3 separate regions of the Mus musculus genome follow, and all the other regions are linked to region 2. Evidence: chromatin contacts called from public HiChIP or PLAC-seq and Micro-C data. All regions are on one chromosome and are shown on one strand. Each heading gives the region's core, a stretch centred on a gene start, on an enhancer-like site or on the middle of the called end of the contact. The rest is flanking DNA. Distances are from core to core; before and after follow the strand shown.

Region 1 (4,805 bases), core at 1,398-3,897, 1.0 Mb before region 2:
ACTGTCTTGCCAAGTCTGTAAGTCCTTCCTTGGTATTCACTTCCTGGTGGGTTCTGACCCAATCAGGGCACTGGTTTCACTTCACTATAATATCTCAGCATTTGGGATGGGGGCTTCCCATTGTGTATAGCCTAGGAGGTTGTCCAGGAGGAAGGAGACCACAGGAGAAGGTGGGCAGGGAGGAGGGAGAAGCACTCTCTAACTGGTCTATCCTGCCCTGGTATCATCTCAGAAAAATGCCAAGTGGGTATGGGCACCTTAGAAGGATGAATCTACCTTTGTCCCCCCACCCCATTCTCTCTCCCCTCCACCACTAGAAGGGGGGCACACTGAGTGTACATGGAAAGGAATCTGAGAGGAAACTGTCCTACAAGATCGTCTTCCGAATTTATTCACAATCAGCTCAACTCATGAAAGCGATTTCTAAGTGCTCAACAGAGCTCTAGATAGAAAATATGAGGCTAATTATCATGACAACTAGTACTGGTTATGAGATTATCACCACGGTCCAGATGAATGATTATGACTGATACAGGTTCTTCAGAACCGTGATGGAGGAGCCTCCCGCTCCCGGCACATGCAGGATAGCCCCGAGGAACAGTCCAGAACTCAGAAGCCTGCTAAAGGTGTCATCTCTTGGGGTCCCTCAGCCGAGTCCTCTGCCAGTCCTGGCCCTGGCAGGCTCCCAGTTCTCCAGGACAAGCCCTCTTCCCCTGCCCATCCCCTCTGGTGCTCACGGGGTAGTGCTGGTCTTGACCTTGGCAAGAACCTTCTTCTCCTTGACCCGGCGGTTCTGAAACCAGATGGTAATCTGGCGTTCAGAGAGGCTGGTGGCTGCCGAGATCTTGCGCCTCTTGTCCTTAGTGATAAACTTGTTGGCTGCATACTCCCGCTCCAACTCCCGCAACTGCCCCTTGCTATAGGGAATGCGTTTTTTGCGGCCTCGGCGGAAGGCACAGCCGTCGGGAGGAGGGTGCTGGACACTGGGCTCTGTGTGGTGGAAAAAGAGAGGGAAGAAAAGGCATCTTAGTCCCCTCTCTAGCGCAAGATCAAGCGCAGACCCAGGCCCTGCACGCCTCAGGGCTACGTCATCCTGCAGGCGCTTCCTGATCATCCTATGTGTGGGCCCGGCTCCCTCAAAGCACACAGCCCTAGATTCTGCCTGATTCTCTGATAGCCACTCACTCAGCCTCTGCTCCTACTGGCCACCCCCACCATCACTGACCTCACACCAGGAGTCTGCAAACACACCCACCCTGTCAGGTTTTTGTCCACAATCACACAATCCACTTTCACATGCGTGTTCGGATTCAGCCACTCCTCCAAACTGGCAAATTATGTACATGAGAAAACAGGGTTCTGTTCCCTACCCAACACACACATACACACACAAACACCATGCACACACACTTACACGCACACTCACGAACACACCCTTCAATACACCCTCAGTCAAAGAAAACCTAAATTTTCCTTTCGAAATTGACCTAAAAAAAGGAAAGGGTTATATTCTCGAGGAAACACCCAATATCTCCGATCCCACCTCTCAATGCCACTCTCGAGACCACTGGATTATGTCATTTGGCCTTTGGGCAGAATTAGTCTGGGATTGTGCTGGGTAGGGACTCTTTGCCCCCAATCAACAGCAGAGATCCAAGGTTCTCCCGACATATTCAAAGACTGGTCCTAGAGCCTCCTGGAGAAGTCAGGAAGGCTAGCACCCTGCTGAGGCCCCTTATTCTGACCCTCTGAGGCCCTCTTGTTGCCTGGACCCTCCCTCACAGTCCTAGTAAATAACCCAGGAACCCTAGGCCCCTCCTCATCAGCCCGAAGTTTCCCTTCCTCTCCTCTTCCTCCTTCCCAGCAAGTGCCAGCGTAGCCCATGCTGAGCCAAGGGGAGCCAGAGTAGAACTTACCTGCAAACGCTGCTTTCCAGAATGGACCTGGTGGGTTCTGTTCACCTTGGCAACACATCTGGCTGTTCCAGCCACCGGCCAGGGCCCAGGGCTGGTAACTGTCCACGGGAAGCAGAGAATCGTGGCGAGGCTCTCCGGGGGCTCCCAGGGTCTGCACCACAGACACATCCAGGTAACTGGCCATAGGCTGGTATGGTCCCGGGTAGCCCGGATAGAAGGCAAACTCGGTGGGACGGCTGGGATACTCCTCCCCAGGTGCAGGAGTTTCCGAAGGGTAGGTAGCCAGGGCGGCCGTCTGGGCACAGGGTTTCAGGGAGCTCCTGGATACTCGGCAAGAGTAGTACCCGCCTCCAAAGTAGCCATAAGGCACAGGAGCTGGAGATGCCCCCTGAGGCACCCCAGGACAAGGGTGGCACTGCTTTGGTGGCTCTGCAGAGCCTGGCAGATCCAGGGGGGCATAGTTGACAGTTGGCATCAGCGTTGGAGCCGCGGGATGGCTAGCCAGTGGGGAGGAGTGGGAGACTAGATTCCGACCCCCTCCAGCTCCCAGCAAGCCTTCGATATCCTTGGCCCCGTCCAAGGTGGCATAATTGCCGGGCTCCATGGAGCCAATGATCGGCTCATGGGGAGCCGAGGGTGAGGGTTCTAGGGGGCAGCAAGCTGTCTCTCCCCACCCAGGCCCAGGGAATCCTAAGCGTTTTAAATCGCTCCCAGCTCGAACGGCGCCTGCATTCGCCTGGCTGGGCCGTCTTGACGCAAGAGACGCAAGAGCCCGGGCATGAGCGCTGATTGGCTGTGGCCTGGGGGAGAGAGGCTCATAAAATCCTCCCGCAGAAATTGCAGGGGGAGAAGGGACGGGGAGCCCGGCTCCGCCTCCTCTCTTCCCTTCTCTTCCTCTCCGCCTGTCTCTTTTTCTTTTTGTATGTGTGTCTCTGTCTTTATCTGTATGTGTTCTGTGTCTCTGTCTCTATATGTGTCTCTGCTTCTGCCTGCTGTCTCGGGTCTCTGCCTGCGCTCTCTCTCTCTCTCTCTCTCTCTCTCTCTCTTCCTGGCTCCCAGTCTTCTGCGCTTTGGCAGGTTTAACGAGAGAATAAAAAGCTCTCCCAATAAAGTGTCCATCTCCTGGGGATGAGGGGAGTCGGGGGAAGGGCTGGGAGGCCACTTCGGGCTGCCTCAAAGGAGAACCCGGGAATGCTTCTGAGATGGGAATGAGAACTGTAGGCGTCAGGGAGCTCTGTGCTTGGAGGCTGGGTACTAGCCACCGTAGCTCATTGTAGATATCCTTTCTGTCCCTAATACACTGCGCCCAGGCAAGTGCCTTCCAGGTCTGTCCCCCAAGGACCCTGCCTAGTCACAACACTGAAAGCCCGGAGGCCCCAATGGGGATGAGGCGGAGCCAAGGGGCGGGGGACACGAAGGAACGTTGAAAACGTGCAGTGCTTGGCTCAGGGAACGCAGTGTCCGGATCTGAAGGGGAAATAGAGCCAATGTCTGGGAAGGGGGTCTGGATTTCCGTTTAAGGGTGGAGAAAGAGACCAAGAGACACAGGCGTACAGGGGCTTTACTTGAAGGAATAGACTCGGTGTGGAAAAGGAAGGCTGGCGGGGGGGGGGGGGGTAGGCAGAGAGGGAGGAGAAAGGAAGAGAGGAAAAAAGGGAGAGGGAGAGAGGGAGAGGTTGAAACATCACAAATGGGAAGGGGGGGTCAAGATTGTATCCCTTTTTCTGGAATCTGCAGTCTGGGGGAGCCAAGGCTGGTTTCGTGGCCATCCCCACCTGTGGGGATCCTGGGTCCCAAGATTGCAGGAGCTTGGTCTGTGTGGGGGCCTTTCTGCTCTTTGGTGCCGCTCTCTAGGCCGGAAAGTCCAGGAACCGAACCCTGGCCCCAGCACACTTCCACAGGACTGAGGGACTAGAAAGCTCAGGACCCCCTAGCTGCCTCTTTAAATTTCCTTGGAAGTTAAAGAGGAGGAGAGAGAGAGTGAACTACCCCAACTGCTAGAATTGTCCGAGGCCCTCTGTTGGGGCCTATTGTGCTGTAGATTCAAATGGCTTGTTTCACAAATCTGCCCTTAAAGTTGGTTTGTTTTTTGTTTTTTGTTTCTTTCCTGTATCACTTTCACATGAAATCCCTTTGTGTCTTCTAGTTTTCTCTCAGGTTTCCCCTCACCCCGGCAGAAAATTTGAACTTTTCTATTCTACATCAAGAGTTTGTTTGTAATAAAGAATCGAACCCCTTGAGCTGAGTCCGGCTCAGCCAAAGCCTAAACTTGAACTTGAGTCACTTTGTGGGAAAGGGCCTATGAAAGCCAGAATGGAGGCCTGTAGTATACTGTGTATCACTCCCAACAGACATTGTTAATAACTGACATGAAGCACAAACATCCCCTCTGATTTTTATCACATTTGAAAACATAGAGAAAGGAAAAAAGAGGAAGGTGTCTGTTCACTGCTTCCCAAAGCCCAATCCAGGTTGTTGTTCACCCAATCATGAAGGGCAGAAACACCAGGATTTCCCCCCTAAAGATTTCGAACTTCCCAGTTCTTAGGTTTCTGTAGACACAGATGCCTGTATGCTGGGATGTAGAGATACAGTGGCATTCACCTTTGATTCCAGCACCAGGGAGGCAGAGGCAGGCCTTTTCAGACCTAGCTTGCTCTACAGACAGAGTTTCAGGACAGCCAGGGCTGCACAGAGAAACCCTGTCTTTGGTGGGGAGGAAAGATGTGTGTAAGTTTATTAATGCTGATACAGCATGAGTGGCCTTTACTTTTTTAAAAAAAAAATCAAAATCATTTGACAAAACAACACTTCTGGGTATAAGGGAAATTTTTACATCCATCGTGGGGTATGTTCTAACACTTTCTTTTTTAGATTACTGAAACTGCA
Region 2 (4,713 bases), core at 2,156-4,655:
TTTGAATCTTACAGCGTGAGAGAGAAGCCATCCCTGGAAACACCACAGCAGACTCCCTTCTAAAGAACAGCACAGCCAGGCTGTGGTGGCACGTGCGCCTTTCATCCCTGCACCCGGGAGGCAGAGATAGGTGGATCTCTGAGTTCAGTTCCAGGTCAGCCTGGTCTAGTTCCAGGGTAGCCAGGGCTAAACAGAGAGACCCTGTCTTGAAAGATTGAAAGAGCAGAACAGTGCTAGAGACAGAAAGACTTGGAAAGCAACATCTTCAGCTGCTCATCGCCCCAGCTCTAAGGAGGAAGGCATACTGAAACCCAGGGAAAGGTGGTCTCACATCAAAAGAACATTTCCCTACCAAACAAACTCACACCTTCCCCCAGCCAACCAGACAAAGAGGATCTCCTACAGAGCCCCCTAATCTGAGCTCCAGGATCACGGGGTAGAGACCTCTATGGCAGTGGCCAGCAGGTATTTTCCTGGAGAAATTAATTTCTGTGCAATTGGAGAGGGGGGTGTAAAAGCAAATTAGTTTTCTCCTGTCTGTGAGTTTCAACAGTCCTGATATACAGTGCCTAGAAATGTCTCTTTCTGTTTACTTATTTTTTTATGTGTATGGGTGTTCTGTCTGGGTACTATGCATCTGCCTGGTGATCAGAGAGGCCAGAAGAGGTTCTCAGATCTTCTGGAACTGGAATGGCATATGGTTGTGAACCTCCATGTGGGCGCTGGGAATTGAACAGGAAGAAGCAGTCAGTGTTCTTAACCATGGAGCTATCTCTCCAGCCCCAGACTTTGTCTATTTTAGAAGGCCTACATCTGCTCTGAGACCAGGGCCTTCATCCACTCCTTGCCATTTCTTCTAATAGCTGTCTGTCCTCTTTCATCTACCTAACACCCCAAGATTGCCACTTTTACTCTGAGCCCTGGTGTGTGTGTGTGCGCGCGCGCGTGTGTGCAAGCATAAAGATGGCATGTGTAACAGAGGGATCGAGTGTGTAGGTTTTCTAGGGAATCTGTGAGGACTTCTGGAATAGGAGATAACGCTGGGTAGTGATGGTGTTTGCCTTTGTCTTTAATCCCAGCGAGGGAGGCAGGAGGCAGGAGGCAGGAGGCAGGAGGCAGGAGGCAGGAGGCAGGAGGCAGGAGGCAGGAGGCAGGAGGCAGGAGGCAGGAGGCAGGAGGCAGGAGGCAGGAGGCAGGAGGCAGGAGGCAGGAGGCAGGAGGCAGGAGGCAGATCTCTGAGTTCCAGGCCAGCCTGGTCTACAGAATGAGTTCTGGACAGCCAGCACTACACAGAGAAATCCTGTCTTAGAAAATCAAACCAAACCAAAAGAATTGTCTCTCTCATTTTGCAAAGCAGCTTAGATGTGTGGGAAAGGGTAGCCCACACATGAGCATATATGTTCACGTTTGGACAGCCTTATTTCTGAGAAGGAAAATTAGTGATTTGACTTGTAATATACAAGCATATGTGCCAGGTAAGCACAATGTGTTTTAAATAAAAATATTACATTTATTTATGTTTGGGTTATGCGTATGTGTGAAGATCCATGCATAACAGAGCCCACATATGGAGCTCAAGAGACTAGCTCTTGGGAGTTTGTTTTTTCTTCCATTATATGGTCCTGGGGACTCCAACTCAGATGGTCAGGCTTGGTGGCAACCTAATTGCTCTTCATCTCTTGTCTGCTGAGCCATCTCATCCACCTCAATCCTGTGCTTTTATTCAAAGAGTTGCCCATGGTTGGGGATGCAGCTGTATATACACCACACCTTAAAGTCTGTGTTTGCCGGTCCATAAATGAGCCTCTTTTCGTAGAGGGATATTGGTATGTAACAATATATGTTGGATGAAGACTCTATGTATTTTTGTGCACGTGGCAACAGATGCTTGCATACATGGTGTTCATTAAGGCCTCCTGTCCTGCTAAGAGACAGGTCCCGAACACAGTCTGGAAGTACAATGGAGTTAGCCATATTTTCTGTGCCCTCCCAGGAGCCATCAAACTAGATTCATCCCCACTCCCAGATTTTGCCCCAGTTCCTGGGAGGCTACATTTTGCAGAGTGCCAGAAAAGGCGGGGCTCGGTACAGGCGAATCCCAGACAGCAGATTCCCTCCAGCAGCCTCAAGGGCCTGCAGGAGCTGTGGTGTCGCAACTAAACCGGGGCCCCTGCCGGAAGCGGAAGCTTGCATTGGGGGTGGTGAGGCGCAGTGGCGGCGGTCGCGGCGTGCCAGGCTCTGGGCGCTCGGCGGGGGCGTGCGCGCCACGCGCGTGCGGGGCAGGCTGGGCGCCAGGCGGCACCCTCCAGGCCCCAGCGTCTGTTTACCAACAAACTGCCATCGCTCTGCAGCTACGCATTCCGACGCGCTGAATAAGCGGCCGGCGCTGGCTAGCTGCTTTTTCCACTCCCTCGCAGAGCCCTGGCAGCGTGGGGCCATGCAGACCCGCGCGACGCGCACACAGGTTCTGAGTCTCCAAAGCGTCTCTAGTTACCGCGCAGCTTCCCTCGTCCCCTAGCCATCCCAGGCCCAATTTCCTAGCACCTTGAACATCGTTACTGAGACTTCCTGACTCTACCGATTCCCCAGGAACTCGGAGTTGATGCAGGGATGTGGGGTCCGGAGCTCGCATCCCTCCCGTTTCCCGGTGCACGCTAACACGAGGGGTGGGGGGCGGGCTCAGCTTGAGGTCACCAAGGAATAGCCAATCCGGGGTGTCTAAGTGGGCGGGGGACCCCTGGGGTCCCGGGAACCGAACCCAGAGGAAAAGATGGGGAAGGGTAAAACCACGGGGTACCCCAAAAAACCCTTTCCCGGGTGCGAGTTCTCTGCCGGAAGAGGCTCAGAGAGACATTTTTCCAGGCATCTGAAGTGTAAGAGTGGCTTGCTGGAGCTGGAGACTTTGAAAGGAGCTGGCAGAAAGAGTAGACAGCGTGCGGGCCATGACCTAGGCCCTGTGGCCCGGCACCGGCCGCAATGACCTCTTTACCCTGTCCCCTTCCTGACCGTGGTGCCTCCAACGTTGTCTTCCCGGACCTCGCCCCCGCCCTGTCGGTAGTGGCTGCTTACCCGCTCGGACTATCCCCGGGAACCGCAGCTTCTCCCGATTTGTCCTACTCCCAGTCCTACGGCCACCCCCGGTCCTATTCCCACCCTGGGCCGGCAACCCCAGGAGACTCCTACCTGCCCCGCCAGCAACAATTGGTGGCGCCATCTCAGCCCTTTCACAGGCCGGCTGAACACCCGCAGGAGCTCGAAGCAGGTAAGTGTGACCGCGGCGGCTCTCCTCACCTCTGGGGTCTGGGTTGTCTTTGCATAAATTTCGCGTTCTTCTGCTTGCGCGCAACTAGAGGGATTCAAACGCTTCTCTCTCCGATACCCAGGAATCTGCGGTAGGGGGAGGGCGAAGGATGGGGGAGGAGCGGAGGCAAGTTGATCTAGGTCTCCTTTTTAAATTCGACCTGGTTTCGATTTGCAGTTTTGAAAAGCCAGGCGGGAGGGCTCCCTACCCCACCCCCTGGAGCAGTGGAGCTGTGTGAGTACCTGTGTAACGGAAATTTGCCCTAATCCAGATGGAGAGGTGGAGATCTAACCCCTTCCCTGTGATTCTCCTCATCCTTCACTCCGTTCCGACATCATCCCTTTTGAGTTCTGGTCTCAGAAACCAGTATATAAATCAAACACTACTAAACAGAAATCAGTTTCCAGTTGGAGATAGGTAGACAACTAGGCTGGGTTCCTTCTCCTTTCCTGGGCCCCACCCCCTTTTCCTGGAGGTGCCTATACCCTGCAGGATCTGGGTATAAGACCCCCACCAACTGTTGCTCAAATAATAAACTTACAGGCTGGTCTACCAGTCTCCAGCTCTTTCCCTGGCCTCCTCTGCCTTGTGCCTAAGACATCTTTACCATCTCCACCTTTAACTTTGGGATACATTAGACCCAGCTTCGGTTGCCTGCAGCAAATCTGAGCTCCACTGGAAGGCTTCGGTGAAGACAGGGGAGCAGCTGGCCTTCCTAGCTCCGACCTATGCACAGCCCAACTGACAGACCCTGGCTGGCAGTACGAGGATGCTCTCCATAGACCCACTGACTCCTTGAACATCAAAATGGTCCAATTGTTCTTGGCATAGTCCTCGAAGATGCGCAAGTCTGTGATGTGACTTCACATAATCAGCCCCAAACCAAGATGTTTCTCTCCTTTTCCCTGGTCATTCTGGCATAAATTCATGACACATACACCCCCAACCAAAACCACATTAGAATAGAGGCTCACATTCCTTGTTCTATGGTTGGAGAAACTGAGATAGAAGGAATGCATATAGATAGATCCAGGACACAACTTTTTTTTCCAGGCTCCTGGACCAGGGCAAGTTCACTTTCCTCAATGGACGGAGCCAGGAAAGGGGACTTTAGGAACTTCTCAGGACCCCAGAAAGTTAACAGCTTTCTGGAGCAGAGTGGGGGTGGGCCTGCTAGGTTGCTGGGTCTCCTTGGAGGAGGGACAGTCCGTCTGAGTGGCAGAGTTTTGCATACAGATCTACAAAGGAACCGCTTGGACTCTTCTTTTTAGATATACTAATATACACTGGGGAAGTAAAGGCAAGGGGGGTCCTGAGTTTGAGGACAAGTCGGGCAACCTGCTATCCGTCCTGTGTGTGCACATGAGGACAGACAGTGTGCATTTTGGGACTGGAGAGGAAGAACCTGTCCT
Region 3 (4,552 bases), core at 1,197-3,696, 1.1 Mb before region 2:
GAGAGGCAGAGAAAGGTGTAATTGAGTGGAAGAGGGGCACAAAGAGCAAATAACATATACAGTTTTTTTTTCTTTTTCTGTCCAGCATCCCTCCTTAGACCTCGGGACTCAGAAAAGTTACCTGCCTCCCAAAGCAGAGCCAATTACAAGCAAGATCCACTCCACCAGCTTAGCCCCCAAGTGAAAAGCTCTGAATATCTATGTATATTTTAAAATTCACTTCATCCTACACTAAGTAGCGTGTCCTGCCAATTTGCAGCGCTATTCCCTTAATGTGATTGTCTGGGATGGGACCCGCAGCCTTTTCCTCTTTCATTAAATATGAAAGAGGAAACAAAAAAAAAAACTGTTAATAATTGAGCCTAGCCAAATGGCTGCCTTGCAATGATGGGCAACTCAGGCCTAGTCTGGGGCCATGGGGTGAGGGGTCTGTTTGGGTGTTTTCTGGAGCTTTGGGAGGAGCTGTTTTGGGGATATGAGCTCCTTAATAACTCAGCCTGGCAAGTTGGAGGTATGAGGGGACCACAAGGGTCACAGGGGAATAGTGTCTCTCCTTGCTTTTCAGAGGGCAAGCATGCCCCCAGAGGACCCATTGGCCTCTCTGTTGGTGGGGCATCCAATAGGGCGAGCAAGGACCAAACTATTTGCCCAGAGGAGGAAGAGGTGAGGAGTTGACCTGTCAGTTTGTCCCGTATTGTTTGGGACCAAGAGCGAGCCCCAAACCAGTTTGTCTTCCCCATCCTTAAAAACAAACCCCTAAAAGTAAGCCTCCTCTACTCTCAGCCAGCAGCAGTTTCCACTTGGGGTTTTATTTTAGCAAGGGTGCTTTTAGGAGTGGGAGGTGGTAAGAAACTCTCCACCAAGGGTAGAGTTCTCCGCCCCTGCGCAGTCCTCCCCCTCCCTCCCCCGGGGTCCCTTTGGGTGTCTTCTCCTCCATTCTAGAGGGAGGCCCTGTCTTTAGCAAGTGATGCCTAGACTCTCGGAGAGGTGAACTGCCCGGCCTAAGTGATCGGAAGCCCCGCGGAGATCAGCGTGCAACCGCAGGAGGAGAAACGGCCGTCCTGTCGAGGATGCCCTAGAAGGGCGGGGGACCCCCGGAGGGAAGGCTCCCGGGGAGGGGCCGGCGCACCGGGGAGGGGGCTCCGTCACCGCATCCTGGGCTTCCCCCGCCCCTCCCGGCGCCTGCTGCCGACCCGACGCGGCTACTGCGTGAGATCTGCTAGGAACAATCCTCCGCCAAGCTGTTGCATCGCAAATAAAATCCTAATGAGCCCCCTCCCCCTTCCCCTTGGCCGGCAGGGACGGTCTGCGCGTGGCGCAGGCGGCTCTGCCGAGTGCTCTTCGGCCCCGTGCCCGCGCGGGCTCCGGGCCGCGCTGGCCATCGGCCCGGCCTCCTACAGTTCTATCGCAGGTCCCTCTCCCTTTTTCCAGCCCGAGCCTGGGGAAGAATGAAGGACTAGAGAGACTTGGTCCCTGAGTCTCAGTCCCTGCGCCACAAGGAGGAGTGGGGGGTAGCCTCAGTGTCCCCCTCCTGGACACCCAGCTTTTTGCTTTGCCAGCCCCTTCCTTCCTCTTCCCTCCACCCACTCTAGCCCTGCGGCCCCAGGCGCTCTGTCCCTTTACATTGTCCGCTTTATGGCCTCTCCCCTCCCCTCCCCCGGGCCTGGCCTGCAGCCTGGGGGGGATTTCCTCACTTTTTTTTTTTTTTATAACTTACTTTGATCCGGCCTCTCTTTGTCCTCGCTTCCTTCGCAAATTTTATTGTCCCCGTAGCCAGCTCTTTGATTAGACAGGACAGCCTCCCTGCCCGCCGAAGTTTCCAAACTGTACTCGGGCGTGCCCTGTTTGAGCAGCTCCCCCGGCGCGCCCAGCAGCGGCTCCGCCTTCACGGCCGCCTGGCCCTGCCCCGGGGCGGCCTCGGCGCGCGGCGCCGGCTCTAGCCAGGTGCGGAGGTACCTGCTTTCGGCCGCCGGCGCGCCCTGGGGCTGCAGGTAGGGGTGGTAGACAGACGGCAGGCTCCCCGAGGCGTGCGGGCTCAGCGGCGCCCAGGAGGCGCCGAACACCGGCGCTTTGGGCTGGAAGCTGCACGAGGGGAAGTCCAGGTGCTCGGCGTGGCCCGGCTGCCGCGGGTTCGCGTACTGGCCCGAAGGAAACTTGGCTGGAGGCGCGTCCTCGCTCTCGTGACTTATGATCGAGTCGACATAATAGCTGCTAAGCGTCCCAGAAATGGACATTCTCAGACATTATCCGCGCGCTCGCAGGGGGAAGGGAAGCGCTCGCGCCGCGGCGCCCAAGCAGGGAAAAGGTGGCACACGGACCCGGTGCAGAGGGCTTTCGGACGCGACCCCCCCCAGACCCCCACCCTCCCACCCCCACCCCCTGCTCAACTTCTCAGCCAACAAAGTACAGTGGAGCAGCCCGGCTCGGAGCTCCTTGCAAAATGATTGGTCAAAGTTTTGCGGACTGCCTGATAAAGCGTCAGCTCCGACATAAATCAATCGGGCGAGGGGGCTGCGCTCGCGCTGTCATCCGTCCTCACCGCATTCCATATCCAGGATGGATTGTTTTATGCTGATGCAATGTGCTATCACGTCAGGGCTCCGGCGGCCACGTAACCTCAGCCTGAGCTGCCGGGCCGCCCGGGCCCCTCCCGCTTTTACAGGAAGGGGGGTTCTCAACATGGGGCGATGGGGGCGGAGGAGAGGCGGAGGCAAGCAGCGGGCTGCCTCAGGAGGGACGCAGGCTGAGGAGCCCTCTCCCCAGGCAGATTGGGGGGGGGGGGAGGACCAGCATACAGGGAGGGAGAGCGCCCCAGCCTCAGAGCTGCGGGAGAGGCCCGACAGGGTAATTAAAGAGGAGGTAGTCTTGTCGCCCCCCCCCAACACCTCCACCTCCACCCCGCGGGCCCTCATTTCCTGTCCTCTGTCCCCTTGACAGAGATGTTTATTAAACAACAGCAGTACAGCGACCCACAGGAGATGAAGTAAAAGGATGAGAAAGAAGTTGGGGCTTTTATAGGACAGTTATCCTCTTTGGAGGGGGTTCAGGGCACAATTTGGGGAGATTTACGTGACTAGGCTCTTCCCTTGATCCTTTAGCAGCTGAGAGAGGCGAAAGGGGACTAGTGTCCAAAGAATCATTATCTGTCTTGAAATTATAGCCTGCCTAAGGCCAAAGAGACACACCAGGCCCTGGAACTAGAGTTTCGGGAGACTAACCAGTCTTGTTTAACTCCTTAAAATTTTTCTTGGGCCTTTGTGAAAGGCTGGGTCCATGGTCATTTCTTGTCCTTCATCCAGGAATCTCTGAGACCCTTAAAAATGTCCAGATGAGAGGGCTAATGTGGGAAATGATTAAAGGAGAAGGGGAAGAAGACTCCCCAAACGGCACAGTAAGGAACACCGGGTTACCTTCCTTTCCATCCAAAAAGGGAAAGAGGCCAGCTAAATTCTCAGCACTCTAGCGCTTTTCACCCGGAATTGCCGCTCTGGAAAAGGTCCAAATACTGACATAGGACGGTAGCAAGTACAGAGGAGTCCCCGGCATCAGTCCGTTTCCCCCACCCGCCGCCTTCTCGCCTACAATCCTCTCGTGGAGATTACAAATAGTGCATTTTATTAGCAGCTAATCTGCGGCCCTGCGCAGGGACTCCCCCGAGGCCACGGGCTGGTTTCCTGGCGGCTCTCCCAGCTCTTGCCTCTACAGCTTCTGCCTGGGTGCAGGCGCCTCCCCCGGTGTGGTGCTCTGGGAGGCCGGGCCCCTAGACAGGCTTGGTTTCCTCGGGTTAGGTTTAAAGACAGATTTCTTGGCTATTCTCTGAGTCTGGACCGTTATTAGGCAGACTGCTCCGGGGGCCATGACTCCCTCCTTAGCCTCCCCTTCTTTTAGAAAAAGTGGAACCGTTCTAACTTGGGGGTCAATATGTTTTTAGCCAGTACCCCTACTGCCCAGTGGAAGGCTGCGGATCACCTCCGAGAGCACACACACAGTCCCGCCCGCTTGTCTTTCTAAATGAAGCCATCTCGTGTCATTACGTGTGAAATACGAGGGCGAAGCGCCATATTTCTTCACATTATGGCGATTTCAAAATGATTTTTTAAAGATCAATGCGGGCGCCCAGCCGGCCCCTTCAATTCCACCCACGCTCTTGGAGAGCGACAGCCCAGCAGATCCGGAACCAAACAGCGTGAAGATCTATTTTTTTCCCTGTAGTATCCAAATGGGGAAACAAAAATCCGATGCAAATTCTTCTAAGTAGCGGTTGGACGCTTGGAAAAGTCAAGAGAGCTTCCCGGATCTGCCAGCAAGAAGCTGGGCCTGGAGCGAATGAATCATAGTTAGGGCAGAGCACCTGTTCCTGCTTTGCTAGTCCTATGAAATCTGCCATCAGTTTTACCTGTAATAAATATAGTCTTCAGGCCAAAAAAAAAAAAATCCCCTCCCCAGCCATAAATAACAGCGTTATGAAGCATGTCGAGGTGGGTATATGATTTTCTGTAGTATATAAATTAGGGCCCAAAAGGACATGTGAACTCTGGGCCGGGGCTCTTTT

The links. A called contact is a pair of places that touch in the nucleus more often than the background predicts. HiChIP or PLAC-seq counts read pairs in DNA pulled down with a chosen protein or histone mark.
Region 1: a contact with region 2 is called in an H3K4me3 HiChIP or PLAC-seq map of embryonic forebrain, with 5 times the contacts expected there. The contact joins the promoter of Hoxb13 here to the promoter of Dlx4os in region 2. A contact is called at or near these places in 6 of 39 promoter capture datasets (cranial neural crest, frontonasal cranial neural crest, hippocampal neurons and 3 more), 2 of 484 Hi-C or Micro-C datasets (cerebellum and cranial neural crest), 5 of 115 datasets of contacts at active chromatin or transcription factors (astrocytes, embryonic forebrain, embryonic hindbrain and 2 more) and 1 of 9 other capture datasets (liver).
Region 3: a contact with region 2 is called in a Micro-C map of embryonic stem cells, with 2.8 times the contacts expected there. The contact joins the promoter of Hoxb9 here to the promoter of Dlx4os in region 2. A contact is called at or near these places in 5 of 39 promoter capture datasets (cranial neural crest, hematopoietic stem and progenitor cells, liver and 2 more), 1 of 484 Hi-C or Micro-C datasets (embryonic stem cells) and 2 of 115 datasets of contacts at active chromatin or transcription factors (embryonic forebrain and embryonic midbrain).

Annotation. Positions count from the first base shown.
Region 1 is chr11:96,192,158-96,196,962 of GRCm38.p6, reverse strand. It overlaps Hoxb13 (homeobox B13), which reads right to left and starts at 2,647. Exons shown (of 2, transcript NM_008267.4): 1 at 1,917-2,647; 2 at 353-990. The coding sequence starts at 2,520. The coding sequence ends at 734.
Region 2 is chr11:95,143,745-95,148,457 of GRCm38.p6, reverse strand. Dlx4os (distal-less homeobox 4, opposite strand) reads right to left here and starts at 3,405. Exons shown (of 3, transcript NR_040279.1): 1 at 3,184-3,405. It overlaps Dlx4 (distal-less homeobox 4), which reads left to right and starts at 2,657. Exons shown (of 3, transcript NM_007867.4): 1 at 2,657-3,262. The coding sequence starts at 2,977.
Region 3 is chr11:96,269,224-96,273,775 of GRCm38.p6, reverse strand. It overlaps Hoxb9 (homeobox B9), which reads right to left and starts at 2,446. Exons shown (of 2, transcript NM_008270.2): 1 at 1,718-2,446. The coding sequence starts at 2,234.